Linked DNA regions of Mus musculus: all the other regions are linked to region 1. Evidence: chromatin contacts called from public HiChIP or PLAC-seq data. All regions are on one chromosome and are shown on one strand. Each heading gives the region's core, a stretch centred on a gene start, on an enhancer-like site or on the middle of the called end of the contact. The rest is flanking DNA. Distances are from core to core; before and after follow the strand shown. Region 1 holds the start of Vps13b (vacuolar protein sorting 13B). Region 2 overlaps Stk3 (serine/threonine kinase 3). Region 3 overlaps Vps13b (vacuolar protein sorting 13B). Region 4 overlaps Vps13b (vacuolar protein sorting 13B). Region 5 overlaps Vps13b (vacuolar protein sorting 13B).

What was found. HiChIP or PLAC-seq counts read pairs in DNA pulled down with a chosen protein or histone mark.
Region 2: a CTCF HiChIP or PLAC-seq map of the NIH/3T3 cell line shows a contact between it and region 1, with 9 read pairs. The contact joins the enhancer-like site here to the promoter of Vps13b in region 1. A contact is called at or near these places in 1 of 39 promoter capture datasets (HPC-7-derived erythroid cells), 1 of 15 datasets of contacts at CTCF or cohesin (the NIH/3T3 cell line) and 2 of 115 datasets of contacts at active chromatin or transcription factors (the SCID.adh cell line and vascular smooth muscle cells).
Region 3: an H3K4me3 HiChIP or PLAC-seq map of bone marrow-derived macrophages shows a contact between it and region 1, with 3 times the contacts expected there. The contact joins the enhancer-like site here to the promoter of Vps13b in region 1. A contact is called at or near these places in 3 of 39 promoter capture datasets (HPC-7-derived erythroid cells, cranial neural crest and hippocampal neurons), 4 of 115 datasets of contacts at active chromatin or transcription factors (bone marrow-derived macrophages, embryonic stem cells and forebrain) and 2 of 9 other capture datasets (liver and macrophages).
Region 4: an H3K4me3 HiChIP or PLAC-seq map of bone marrow-derived macrophages shows a contact between it and region 1, with 4 times the contacts expected there. The contact joins the enhancer-like site here to the promoter of Vps13b in region 1. A contact is called at or near these places in 6 of 39 promoter capture datasets (cranial neural crest, hematopoietic stem and progenitor cells, hippocampal neurons and 3 more), 7 of 115 datasets of contacts at active chromatin or transcription factors (acute myeloid leukemia, bone marrow-derived macrophages, embryonic forebrain and 4 more) and 3 of 9 other capture datasets (adipose tissue, liver and macrophages).
Region 5: an H3K4me3 HiChIP or PLAC-seq map of bone marrow-derived macrophages shows a contact between it and region 1, with 5 times the contacts expected there. The contact joins the enhancer-like site here to the promoter of Vps13b in region 1. A contact is called at or near these places in 1 of 39 promoter capture datasets (cranial neural crest), 2 of 484 Hi-C or Micro-C datasets (the N1E-115 cell line and nephron progenitors), 4 of 115 datasets of contacts at active chromatin or transcription factors (the 230-238 cell line, bone marrow-derived macrophages, embryonic stem cells and 1 more) and 3 of 9 other capture datasets (adipose tissue, liver and pancreatic islet).

What each region holds. Positions count from the first base shown.
Region 1 is chr15:35,369,801-35,372,524 of GRCm38.p6, forward strand. It overlaps Vps13b (vacuolar protein sorting 13B), which reads left to right and starts at 1,318. Exons shown (of 62, transcript NM_177151.4): 1 at 1,318-1,977; 2 at 2,133-2,307. The coding sequence starts at 2,161. LOC115488525 (a long non-coding RNA gene) reads right to left here. Exons shown (of 2, transcript XR_003951638.1): 2 at 428-2,360.
Region 2 is chr15:35,020,504-35,023,203 of GRCm38.p6, forward strand. The region is part of intron 6 of Stk3 (serine/threonine kinase 3); the gene reads right to left. Among named protein-coding and RNA genes, the nearest start is that of Gm52204, 110 kb to the left of the region's middle. Within about 2 kb of position 1,253, at least 37 of the 459 cell types and tissues checked have an H3K27ac peak or open chromatin away from gene starts, as enhancers often do. A contact at or near this core is called in the NIH/3T3 cell line, where this site is marked.
Region 3 is chr15:35,845,720-35,848,419 of GRCm38.p6, forward strand. It overlaps Vps13b (vacuolar protein sorting 13B), which reads left to right. Exons shown (of 62, transcript NM_177151.4): 43 at 1,127-1,288. Among named protein-coding and RNA genes, the nearest start is that of Gm41292, 40 kb to the right of the region's middle. Within about 2 kb of position 1,437, at least 21 of the 459 cell types and tissues checked have an H3K27ac peak or open chromatin away from gene starts, as enhancers often do.
Region 4 is chr15:35,869,063-35,871,762 of GRCm38.p6, forward strand. It overlaps Vps13b (vacuolar protein sorting 13B), which reads left to right. Exons shown (of 62, transcript NM_177151.4): 44 at 225-380. The region is part of intron 2 of Gm41292 (a long non-coding RNA gene); the gene reads right to left. Among named protein-coding and RNA genes, the nearest start is that of Gm41292, 16 kb to the right of the region's middle. Within about 2 kb of position 1,274, at least 15 of the 459 cell types and tissues checked have an H3K27ac peak or open chromatin away from gene starts, as enhancers often do. A contact at or near this core is called in bone marrow-derived macrophages, where this site is marked.
Region 5 is chr15:35,704,271-35,706,970 of GRCm38.p6, forward strand. All of the region lies in intron 33 of Vps13b (vacuolar protein sorting 13B), which reads left to right. Among named protein-coding and RNA genes, the nearest start is that of Mir875, 45 kb to the left of the region's middle. Within about 2 kb of position 1,426, at least 13 of the 459 cell types and tissues checked have an H3K27ac peak or open chromatin away from gene starts, as enhancers often do. A contact at or near this core is called in bone marrow-derived macrophages, where this site is marked.

The DNA.
Region 1 (2,724 bases), core at 68-2,567:
GACTGCTCTTCTGAAGGTCCTGAGTTCAAATCCCAGCAACCACATGGTGGCTCACAACCATCCATAATGAGACCTGCTGCCCTCTTCAGGGGTGTCTGAAGATAGCTACAGTGTACTTACATATAATAAATAAATAAATCTTAAAAAAGATGTGAGAACAGAGGATCTTTGGAGAAGCCTACTCATTTGACAAACAATAATAATACAAATGAATTAAACTTACTTTGATTATAGAACAACACTCATGGGTTGAAAATGATTAACTTTTAGTAAACAAACAAATTGTATCCAGATAATGTTTTTAGGCTAGGGATTTGGCACCTTTTTTCTGGATATAAAAGAAAAACTTCATGTTTAGCACTCTATATATTATTTTAAGCATCTGAGTAACATCCTGATAGTGTTTTATTAGATTGTCACACATGTATAGATTTATGGGAATTTTAATATTAAAACTTCTCAGCCATGGATTCAACCTAGTTGCTGTTCAAGTATTTTGGGTAACAAGAAAAATGTTTATTTTGCTAATTAGGCTTTCATAACATTCACATTACATGGTCATTTATTAAGGCTTTTGAGGAAGCAGCTGCTGTGAATTAGCAATTGCTTGCTGTTTTTTCTGCCTGCGAAATCTAATTCATTATTTTCACTATTAAAATGAACTTTGGCAGTCTCACGAATACCATTTTCTATAGCAATCTCCAATTCTCTCAAGAAATAGTATTTTTTTTTAATTTCAAAAGTTTTATGAGTGGGCATTGAATAACCTATAAAGGAAAACTATTTTCAAGACACTATGTTTTCTTCAAAAGTTACCTAAAATTAAGAGAGGCTGGTTTAAAAAAAAAAAAAAGGCAGCATATCCCATGCTATTTCTATCCACTCAGTCTATTATCTTCTAAGGTAGATGTTTGAGTTATTGCTGTTAGCCCACAAGTTACCACTACTAACATCTATACATCTATTTCATCGTAACATAATCCACACTGTCCTTACCACTTATTTCACTTTTGGCTCAGGACTCTTATTTTCACATTCTCTCAGCTTTTTGGGGACCTCCATATTAGACGGTAGGCCAGTCCTCTCCATTCCATGCACCCTATGCACACTAACTAGGGGCTATTTCACCTCTGCTTTGAGAACGAGATTATGTACAGTATGGTTTAAGCTCACTCTTTTAAGCTGTTCACCCCTGATCTCAACTGTGTACCCACGTCCACTTTCCCGGCCTTGCAAAAAAACTTCAGCAGTAAATTTAAATCTTCCGCCTTTCTTAGCTCCTCCCACCTGTCTTTGACCTCCACCCTACCGAATCCCAGTTCCTCTTTCCAGTTCTTCCAGTAGCCACGGAAAACAACCGTTTCTCAATTTTCTGGGCTTGAAGAACGAAGGCTACTTCTCCCGCCTCCACGGCACCCTGCGTTCCTGCCGCCTCCGACTACTAAGCCTCTTGGGCAGTATTGGGTCACGTCCCGGCCATCGCCGTGTCCCTGCAGCGCCACTTCCGGATCGCCGGTGCTTCCACTTTACCGGTCCGCATCCCGCACCGAGCTCTTCGTAGAGTTAATTCCTAACCCAGAGCGGTGGCAGCGGGGATCCCGGCCTAGCCAAGCCGGAGTCGTCCCAGGCAGGCAGACGCGCGGGGTCCTTGTCCCCACCGCGGAAACCTGACGGACGGCGAAGCCCGCACACCCGGAAGTGGCGCGGAACGCGTGAGGCGTTTCCGCGGCGGACGCCAGGTACCCGGAGGAAGAGCGCACGCCGCCGCTCTGTGGCGTGTTTACCTTGGAGCGGGTGCGGCGGCGGCGGCAGCAGCGGGCCTGACGCCAGCTCGGTCCTATGGCCGGAGATCCGCCTGCGTTCCGGGAGTCGACCGCCTCTGGCTGGGCTGCGCTAGGGTAGGAGTGAAGCAGGACGTGCTGTCCTCCCACGCCCGGGGGCCGGCCGCCTCCAGCCTCTCTGCCTACTCCTCGTCAGGTGAGGCGCTCAGTTAGCGGGGAGCTCGCGCCCGGACCCGGAGGGCGGGCGGGCGATCCGGGAGAGCGGCCTTGCCAAGCTTCCTGAGAAGTGCATTTCCAGTTGCTGCCTGTCGATTCAGTTACTTACAAAATTTCCGTCTTTACCCTTTTCAGGATCTGACTTCGACGCTTAAATTTGAAGATGCTGGAGTCGTACGTAACTCCAATTTTAATGAGTTATGTGAATCGCTATATCAAGAACTTAAAACCTTCAGATCTCCAGCTTTCACTATGGGGTGGGGACGTGGTTCTCAGCAAACTCGAGTTAAAGTTGGACGTTCTGGAACAGGTAAGCAGTACAGCTGCCATCGGAACATCTTCGTCTTGATAGACATAGCCTGTCTAGTATGTTTTGAATGATAATAAATTTCCTGTTAGCGTGTTTTGCCTACTGTGTAGTTAGAGACTTCATTTTATAGAAAACAAACAAACAAACAAACAAACAAATACAAGGCTTTTTGCCTCGTAAGGGCTTATTCTGTTAGGATTCCCCAACATTTTTTCAGCCGATAGAAATTTCAGCTTGTTTACTCAGTTCTCAAGCACTGCCAAATATGCACACTCTTACAATGTCATATGAAACGGGGAAACATTACATGCTTGTTCTTCTTTTGGGTCAGTGGGCGAGTGTGAAAAACAGCAAGAGCACGCACATGTAAAGTTCTGTTCCTTTTACCAGGAGAAATGACATCACTCATGGATCCTC
Region 2 (2,700 bases), core at 3-2,502, 350 kb before region 1:
TTATATCTCAATGTCTAAAACACTGTGAGGAAAAAGCACTTACAAATGAGACAGGGCTGGGAGGGTAACTCAGCAGTAGTAAGCTGTTTGCCTCACAAGCCCAATGCTCTGAGTTTGATACCCAGCACTAAAAGACAAATGAATAAATAATGAATAAATCACTATACCTACATCTTAGCCTTTCTCAGGGGGGACTTAAAATATATAAAATCTTACAAAGAGATGGAACTGGATAGCTAAATAAAATGAATATTATATGTATATACACATATACATTCATAAACACACACGTTAGCTGGCTTTCTTAGGAAGATAGAAGACTTGGCAGGAAATGATTTAACTTCAGAAAGAATAAAATTTATATGAGTCATTGACAAACAAGTCAATCCACCTTGAAAGACTAGTAAGTACCAACAACTATGTGAAAAATGTTATAATAAAACCACATAATTAGGCCCAGAGAACAGGACTATCTTGCCAGTATTTGTTGTCATTGGCAAACATCCATATTAACTCAGCTTCCCCAATTCAAAATACAAATGGAATAGTGAATTGCCAACTCACTGGAGAGAAAGACTGTATTACAATCTGGGTTCATATTAAAGTTACCTCATTCTTTTCAACTTAGATCTGACCTACAGGAAAATTTTTAACAGATTCTACTGGACAAGTGCCATAGTAAAGTTTAAAATTAGCATTTCAGATGCTAACCTAAAGGATTTCCATTTTATTTCTCAAAACCAAACTAGGCTAAAAATAAAATATGATGAATTATGAGTATAAAGTGAATAAAAGAAACATTTTGTCAGGGAAAAAGAAAAGTGCAACACTGGTCCCTTCTCTCGTTTCTTTTGATTTCATTCATGCGTGGCCTGAGTCAGGGCTGAACACATGGCAGCTGTAAACTGATGAAGCTGATACTGCCCCTCTTCCCTTCAGTTCCATTATGGAAACCTACACACACGAACATGCACAACAGGGCTTCATGTAGCCCAGGCTTCAAACTTTCTATGTATCTAAAATAGCCTTGAACTCTGGTCCTCCTGCCTCTACCTCCTGGGTGCTAGGGTTCCAGGTGTACAGTACCACATTCATTGACTTACCCCATCATTGTAAGAACTCTTTCCCTGAAGACATGTGAATAATTGAGTCCCTGTCCCTTATAGGTCATCCACCATAACTTAAGTAGGATGCACCAAAGTCCAAGTTGGGAAGCCAATAAGTTTATTGGGCATGAGTCAGGGTGGGTTATACATAGAAGCCTGACTATGAAAAATACTCACTGCATGATGTATATCCACTTCTCCACATCTGACAGACAGAGACCTGCCCTTGTAAACCTCCCAATACCATGAGGCCACATGCAATTGGAGCAGTACGACATATGGTGGCTGGGAGGTACAGAAGAGTGTAGACAGACTCTCAGGTGAGAGTCTGATGGCCCACTCTTCTTCCTCTTCCTCCTCCTCCTCCTCTCAGGGGTCTCTTATAAGAAGTCACAGCTAGCTGCTCTGATGAACACTCTGGCCGCTGTGCTCAGAAGGTGGTACTCCACAATGAACAGAGACATGTCTCCCTTCTGAGTTACTACATGTGCAAAGAAAATCGAAATACTCCCATTTTATACAAGAGCGTTAACTTCATTAATACCTGCATGTCACAAAACATTGCATTTCCTTTACAAAAAAAAATGCACTAGCTGCTGTACATCTGTGTCAATAAACTCATAATTAGAAAAGTCACCCAAATATAATGAAATGTCTGAGCTTGGGGTTTACTGGGTGGTGGGAAAGCTCAGGATGTTCTCAATGGAGACTGTTTAGAGGAGAGATGGAAGAAACTGTAAGTAACAACGTAACACTGAGCAGAAAGGGGGCAAAGATAAATACCTAGAAGCACATACAAATAAAGTGTGGCTAAAACGAAAGGCACGGAAACAGAAAGATACTCAGAGCCAAAGGCCTTCTATAACACTCTTAAGAATCTGACTACTAACTAGCCTCACACTTGTAAAACTGCTTCCTGATGGAGAGGTTTTGAAGGGAACAGGATGATCTGTGTGACTTAGGATGATAAATCTAGCAGTGTTGTGAAATTGACTCTGGAGAAGACAAAATGGAGGACTACTATTTAGAGTGATGTAGAAATGCAGAGGGAAAAATACTAAGTCCGAAAAATGGGAATAAAGAACTCCTAGAAGAGTAATGCATTTAGTAAGTACTGAGTAATGGAAGTCTGAATTATCTCTAGCTATGGGGACTGGGCAGGAAGAAAATGTCAATAGAACTTGACTAATAAAACTGGAAGATTAGACAAAAGCTATTTTCCAGACTCTTGAATTTGGCAACTGGTAGTATGAAAAACAATGGAAGATACTGAATTAAAGCTTGAAACAAATGTGTGAATATTAGATTTTAAGTGTCTCAACAATATAGAAAATAATTATCTAGACAGGAACTAAAAATGAGTACAGGACTCAAGATCGACAGCCATGGGGGTGGGGGAAATCAAGAAATGAGACATCAAAGAAGTCAAAAGAGGCAAGGGTGGCAAACAGATCTTCTATGGACAGTTGCAGGACAGCAGTGGGGAAAAAAGAGCCAAAGTCTACTCAAGGAGAAGTAAGAGGAGCTGCAGCCATAGGCACCTGCATCTGGGTGGTTCCATGAGAAAGACAAGGAGGGTGGGGCAGACGGAAGG
Region 3 (2,700 bases), core at 187-2,686, 480 kb after region 1:
ACTTCCTAGTTCCCTGCATCATTCTAATCCCCTGCATCGTCTTGCTTCTGAATTAGGTCACCCTTTACTTCCCCCCTCTTCTCCATAAAGGGGGAGGCCTTCTGTAGATCCTGAGCCAGGAAACAGAGGTCCACTTGAGACAGGTGTCTACTCTGTTACCTCCTGCAAATTGATAAGCTACTTGGAAGTTTAGATCCTCAAGGGGATCGCTTTCTTAGCTATGCTTTTAGTTTCCTAAAACCATGGTGACTGCTTTTATGCTACAACCTGGGTGATAAAGACAGTGCAGCCGGTGATTTTGATGTCACAACTAGTAGGGACTCATTAGGCTGAGAAAAAGGTATCAGCATAGAAACCTCATGCTAGTTAGATGATCCTTTACTGCTTATGGGACATATTAGCTACTGACCCATTGCTGAGTGAAACAGATACTGGAAACCTTTTCAACTAACACCAATCCTCTTAAAAACTGCAACTTGGCCTTTAAATGGGTTCTGGAGTTGATCTGTTCAGCCTCTTAACAATAGAGGGAAAGTTATGGTTTTATTTATATCTCTCCCTGGGCAGATTTACACACACACACATACACACACACACACACACACACACACACACACACACACACACACACACACGCTCCCTCTCTCCCTCTTAAGGGACCCAGGATTGTAGTAACCTAAATGATCCTTACTTTCTGTAGGGTACAAACTGTGGCTTTGGTAATTGGCCTTGATTGTAGAGTTTAGAGGGCTGGGAACATGGTAATTCTAGCCTCTGGTACTCTGTTCAGAAATGTGCACAGCCCAGCACAGCACTCTTTATAGCATGTTAATTCGTTTTAAGAAATGTTAAACGTTTGTGGGATCTCATTGTTCTTTTCCTCTTCTGTGTGTATGATTTATTTTGTAGGACTATAAATCAAAACACATTCCTGGAACATATAATGTCTTTAAGATATTTTTGTTGTGCTTATCCTAAAAGTATAGAATATTCTGTATACCAGAGCTAATGACAGCAGATGCTTTAACGTTTGTGTGTTAAAACAATGGCCACTGGGCAGACAGCTGCCAAACATCTTGCAATTAATCTGATACGCACATTGGCTTTCATATTCTTTTTCTTCCAGAACAAATGCCCTGAGGTAGAAGAGTTGGTCTTCAGCCACTTTGTGATCTGTAATGACACACAGGAGACACTGCGGTTTGGCCAGGTGGATACTGATGAAAATATTCTTTTGGCGAGTCTCCACAGTCACCAGTACAGCTGGCGTTCTCATAAATCCCCACAGGTATTTGCGAATCAGTCTTACAAACAGCCATTGTTCCGATTGGGGATTTGTTTATTCTGCAGTTATGTCTGTGTGTGGTTATTTCCCTGTGTAGTGGCATCTGATGGAGACCCAGGAATGCTCACAGGCCATGCTCCCTGGTAAGCATGGGTACTGCTGGGGAAAGAGACAGGCCTGTAGAGCAGAGCTCTTGTCCTGTGCTGGACAAGCATGCTGTACTTCTGTGCTTTGCTTTTCCCAGAATGGGGGTGAACAGCCCCTGCTCTGTGTAAGGAGCTAGACTAGAGCTCGGTATGCAGTCAGCACAGGTGCTGGGCAAATAACCACTATTCAGATGTACCAGGCAGATGCTTGTCAACAGTAAAGGCAGAAAGTCACAGTCAGAATCATACAGTGACCACAATGACAAACTTTGCCCTGAGGAGCACTGAGAAAAGACACAGCAAAGGATGTCTGTTTTCCAAGTGGTATAATTCCATTCTGTCACTTTAGATGGGGATAATTAGAGAGATGTGCCCTGCAGGGATAGTCTACAGATGAATTAAATGCAAAGATGTGGTCTTAAATGAGAAAAAGAAGTCCTAGGAAGTATTCCCAAGAATAGTGTATTTCTAAAACTCTGGGTAATAAACTATTATCTGCTTGTGATTAAAAGCAAGTCATTCAATTAGAGAGCAAGTTTTCCCATGTGGTCATAGGCCAGCTTCAGAGTCTGTTCCACTTCAGACTCCACCTCCTTTCTTTTCTTGTCTGTACCTTAAGAGCTAGATTCCTGTCTTTTAGTTATCTTGAGATTTTTCACATGAAATCACCCCATTCTCATAAAATTTGAAAATGTAGATACAATGAAATATTCATTTAAATATCTTAATTTTAAATCAAATTAATCTAACAGGACATTAAAACTCTAAGCTTTTGTAATACAAATTCTCTTTTAAAAGACTTTTAATATATGTGGGAGTGAGTAGGGTAGATATGTGTACAGGTGTTCACAGATGCTAAAGTGTAGGAGCCCTGGAGATGAGCTGCCTGACAGAGATGCTGGGAACCAAACCAATGAACCGTCTCTCCAGTACCTTTTAGTACAAATTCTTTTAAAAGCTTCTCACACAATATGATACTGCATTCATAATTTTACCCTAGATCATATATATTTTCCAATTTTTGTGCAACTTTTCCATGTTAGAGTTTTCATTTGCCCTGTGTGACGTGAGGATGTTACATTTGTTTCTTTGTCTCATTCTATTTGTTTCTTTTGTTGTTTTTTTTAATTAGTCACAAAAGTAGAGGCATACACACACACACAAGGCCTGCACCAGGCAAGCCCAACCATAGTAGCACTAGCTGTATAGCCTTCCATGGTCACTGCATCCCAGCAATGCACTATCAGTGGCAAGAAATACGCATCCAAG
Region 4 (2,700 bases), core at 24-2,523, 500 kb after region 1:
TTATTTCAAACTGTGATCTGGAAAACAACGTTGATTCTGTGGCATATTTGCTATTCTTAGCCTGGTGAACTAAGCTGGAAGTCGATGAATAATGCAGGTTAGAAAGAAAACACATGCTAGAGATTACAAATAGAGAGAGGTCTTCCAGCAACAAGACTTTCATTTTAGGACTAGATTTTTGTTGGCATGTTTGGCATTATGACGATTATTGTTTTTCTTTCCAGCTGTTACACATCTGTATTGAAGGCTGGGGTAACTGGCGTTGGTCAGAGCCCTTCACTGTGGACCATGCCGGTACATTTATTAGAACAATTCAGTACAAGGGTCGAACCGCTTCACTCATCATCAAAGTCCGAGCACTCAGTGGAGTGCAAAAACAGGTGAGTGTCCTTGTGTTCGTGACCTGAATTTTTGTATAATTAATGGGCATGACTCTTTTTTTTTTTTTTTTTTTTTTTTGGTTTTTCGAGACAGGGTTTCTCTGTTTAGCCCTGGCTGTCCTGGAACTCACTCTGTAGACCAGGCTGGCCTCCAACTCAGAAATTCACCTGCCTCTGCCTCCCAAGTGCTGGGATTAAAGGCCTGGGCATGACTCTTAAATGTGAGCAAGTAATACGGGGCATGTACCAGTAGTTATGTATATCTGCCCTCTGACACCATGCACATGAGCACTTAGTGCTGATGATCCTTTGTCCCTCGTCCTTTACAAGAGTTGCTCGCGAGCAGTAAAATTTACTGATTTTAGTTCCACCTTTTCTCCCTGTCACCACCTGCCTTCTGGTAGAGGTGCTAATGAGCTGTGAAATAGCCAAAGGCCTTTCCTGAGAAGGAAAAGAAGTAAAGAGAAGTAGAGACTCTTGGATAATCCACCAGTGGATACCCAAGAGTTGCTTCTCATGCGTGTACACACAAGAATAATGTGTATGAAAGCGTTGGGACCTCTCCTGCGACAGACTGAGCCTGTACTCCACCAAGCTTTGCTTTTCCTAAGAGTTAATATTAACTGCAGTAAAAATTCACTGCAGTCTAACTCTTGGCATGTAAAACCTTAGCTCTCAGCACATATTTTTACGTATTTTATAAAACTTCCTTTTGGCTGTTTTTGAAGTTCTAAGACTGCAAAGGGAAAAAAGTATCTGACACTTTTTTTTCTATGTTCTTAAGATGTGAAAATGTGGTTTCTAAAAGATTTTTTTCAAGTGTGCAGCATATGACAAAAGTAGAAAGGAAAAAAAGGAAGTATTAAAAATCTGAAGACTGGCTTCACCACACACAATAACTGAGTTTGTTGTAAGGCTTTTAACATATACGTCTGCATCTGGATTGTAACAAGCAGAGCAGAGCTTATGTGAACTGAGGCTATGATAGGTACAGCATTCCTCCTGGAAGAGGGGCACCCCTCTAATGGAGCCACGGGGCCTTTCTCATGAAACTGGCAGGCAGCAACTGGCAAGAGGGCAAGTAGGCCCTGTCGTCCATCCTGGACTGGGTCTAATCAGGGACCTGAACTTGCACTTCTCATTCCTGTGGACGACAGCAGTGGAAGGAGAACTTACTGCAGAGGAAGCCAGGAAGCAGGGAAGCAGGGTCCTGATTAACCCGTTACTTCTCAGAGTTCTGCCTACACAAGGGCAGGTTAAAATGCCACATACCAAGAGTGCGACATGAGCTTTGTTCCCAAATTGCAAATTCATGTAAAACTGGCAGTAAGTGTGAAGGGAATTTAGAGGCCTCATTAAAAAGATCATGCTTCATCAAGTCTTTGGAAAATATTTAGAATTTGGATTAAGACAAAACACTCTGTACATTATCAAATAGACAAAGACATAAACATGAAACAAATGAGTATTTCTAAAAGATATAGGAGATGATCTACCTGTGGTATCAATAAGACTAAGGCTGGAGTGCCTGTCTGCCCTAAGAGTTCTTAGTGGTTGTACTGTTCTATGATAAATGTATACCCATCCTCTGACTCAGTTACTGTGGTCATCCAGACATGCATCACATTTCCTAGCAAGTCTAAGAAATGATCCCTCAGCTTTGGCTTGAATACTTTAAACAAGAGGCCTGGTCCCTCATTCCTAGTAACCCTCTCTGTTGTTGATCTCCACCAGCTATTAGGAAATTGCATTCTGAAACTGGACACAAAATCTTTTACCATTCCACCAAGCTTTTACTGTTCTCCATAACAGTAAGGCACACAGTAAGCACACGGCTTACTGTGTGGACTCTGCAAGCCACTTCTGTATACAACCCCTTACGCACAGACAGCAAAGACATGCACAGCAGGCTGCGTTAATACATTCACATATGGGTATATAGATTCACCTATACATAATAAAAAAGGCTGCCAGTTTGAGAGTTGGACTGGAACATGGGAGAAGTTAAAGGAAAGGAGAAATGATGTAATTAAATTCCAATTAAAAGTATATTTAAATAAGTAAAGAAGAAAAGAAGAAAGCCTTTCAGCCTGGAAAGAGAGAGTCTCCTAAGCCCCAGGGTTGTAACAGTACACCAAACATCAAAACAAATAGTTTCTAAAATCTTATCGGTTTTCCCTCTCCTCTGTCCTTCTCACTCATATACACAAGCTATTTTTTTTTCCAAATTAGATCTCATTTCATTTCTGTAGCCATGATAATTTAGTATTCAGATCTGGTGGTGGTATGGAACATCCACAATGAGGTGTTTTTTTGTTTT
Region 5 (2,700 bases), core at 176-2,675, 330 kb after region 1:
TTGTAGACATTTTTATAAAGAGGAAGTTGTTTTAACTTACCATGGTGTACTAGCTGGTTTTGTGCTTCAACTTGACACAAGCTGGAGTTATCACAGAGAAGGGAAATGCCTCCATGAGATCCAGCTGTAAGGCATTTTCTCAATTAGTGATCAAGGGAGGGAGGGCTCCTTGTGGGTGGTGCCATCCCTGGGCTGGTAGTCTTGGGTTCTATAAGAAAACAAGCTGAGCAAGTCAAAAAGAAACATCCTTCCATGGCCTCTGCATCAGCTCCTGCTTCCTGACCTGCTTGAGTTCCAGTCCTGACTTCCTTGGGTGATGAACAGCAATGTGGAAGTGTAAGCTGAACAAACCCTTTCCTCCCCAACTTGTTTCTTGGTCATGATGTTTGTGCAGAAATAGAAACCCTTACTGAGACACATGGATAAAGCATTTTATTCTTGTTTTCGGTACATCATCTCATTCAATAATGTATTAGCCATGCATATGAATACTCCATTTTAAGGAGGTCCATCCAGAGACTAAATATTACTTACAGTATGCTCAGCTGACAACATAGAGGATGTACAACCCCAAAGGCTTCATGAATGAGTCTGTGAAAGAAATTACAAAGTGCAGTATTGGAAAGTCTTCAAAAACATGTATTTGCATCCTGACAATCATTAATTCAGTCTGCTATGTGACTTGTTAATTTTTATTACTAGTATAGGAAGAACAATTATCACTGCACGTTTAAGGATCATCTTTGGTGTGTGAGGACACATCCCTACCTATACAATGATAGAGATCAGTCCATCTAGGAGTTCTTCACCGGGTAAAAGCTACAGACCTTTAGCACCTGCCTAGTTTGAAGAATGTTCTTTGTGCCAGGCATTGCTACTTTCTAAGGTAGACTGCATTTTCAGATCCTCATACTGACACTGTGAGGAATAATTAACTCCATTTTATGAATATCCTTAACAAAGGTTTACAGTTATCCAAAGTATAGGACTTGGTCCCAGGTTTGTCTGACTCCCAGACCTATATATAGCTATGTATCACTATAACTTATGTGTAGGAGTCCTTTGAGAAGTATGTGTACCATTCATTAAACACTCTTCTCATAGGAGTATGAATGTGTATCAGGCTAGATGGTATAGCCTGCTGAACATGTGTGTGTGTGATATCACATTGTTTGGGGGCCATTATTAACCAAATATAAAAGAAAATAATACAATCAAGAAAGGTAGTGAATACAACATGTAAAAGGGGAGCAAAACTGTATTGTTTACCATAACCCTGTGGTAAGCATCAGAACACAACTAAAATAAGGATACAGCGCAAAAGTAAGAGTTCTCTCCCTTGAAAGCCCCCATGCACCCACATGATCATCTGCCAGACAAGCCCTCGGAGTCACTGTTGTTTGGCAGCCTGGCCAAAAAGGAACCAGTGACTTAGAGCTAGACCTGCTTCTCCATTTAATTGTGTCCCAACCTTCCTTCCTTCCTTCTGAGTTGTCACCACAGAAAGCAGTGAAAATAGTGTCAGTGTTATATAATCAAGTATCATGTACTGTGTGGCATAGTAGTGTGTACTGTAGTGCACTTTAATATGATGGCAGTATAGTAGGCTTCTTTAAGCTCATGTCACAGAAATGTGAGAAATTCATTGTTAGGTGGCATTAGCATTACCAGGGCATCTCAATGGAACAGAACATTTTCAGTCCCATAATTTAGTGGAAACCGAGGCATATGCAGTCCACCATATAACCATAGTGTTCTAAAAAATCTGATATTAATACTACAGTTTAGTATGATTGAATTTTATATTTTAGAATGATATAATTTATGCTGTAATAGAATTGTGTGAAGTACTAAGATTATCAAGAAGACTCTTAGCCAGCCGTGGCCAGCTCAGTGAATTGCTGTGGTCAGACAAGAGCACGCTTTGGACAGACTGACTTCAGGACAAGAGCACAGTTTGGATAGTGTAACTTCAGAAAACATGGTACTGTCTAAGAATAGGGTTACACTGTATTGTTTCAAATAGGTAATGCCTTTTGTGTTTCTCAGCAACTGTAGAATCAAGATAAATACTGTTAGGAAACCTTCATAAGCACTTCCTCGTTATCTTTGATTATTAAGTTATTTAATATTTCACAATGTGTCTTTGGGAGTTAGCTTACAACAGTTTGTAGCATTTGACAAAATATTTCTAGCCAGTCAAATTGGAATATAGTAACTGATACGTAACACTTAGGAGCTGCACTGTGCTTTAGGAATAGCTCTCCATTCCAAGTTGTCTTAGGTCCCAGTGCAGTGTTTTGGAAAGGTGTTTGCAAACACTCAATAACTTAACAGATTTCCGTACTATTTACCTTGTAATTTAACTTTTTAGAACTTGTCCTAGAATTTTCCATCAATCCTCGTAGATGTGTCTTATCAAGAATAAAAGCCTAAATTTCTAATTATGTGGGAATCCTTGAAAAATTTAGTCATCAAATGAAATGCTTTTAAAATAGTACAGGAGATGAGACACAGACAAGGACTAACCATGACTGTGTGTTTGAGGCCAGCTTGGCTGCATAGAGAGTTCACAGCAAATGTGTGCTACATAACAAGACCCTGCCAAAGAAAGAAATCAACTTACAGGGATAACACCTTGTCTAGAAATAGGTTTCACATTTGTCTCTTTAATATGATTATAACCACGAAGGGGTCTGA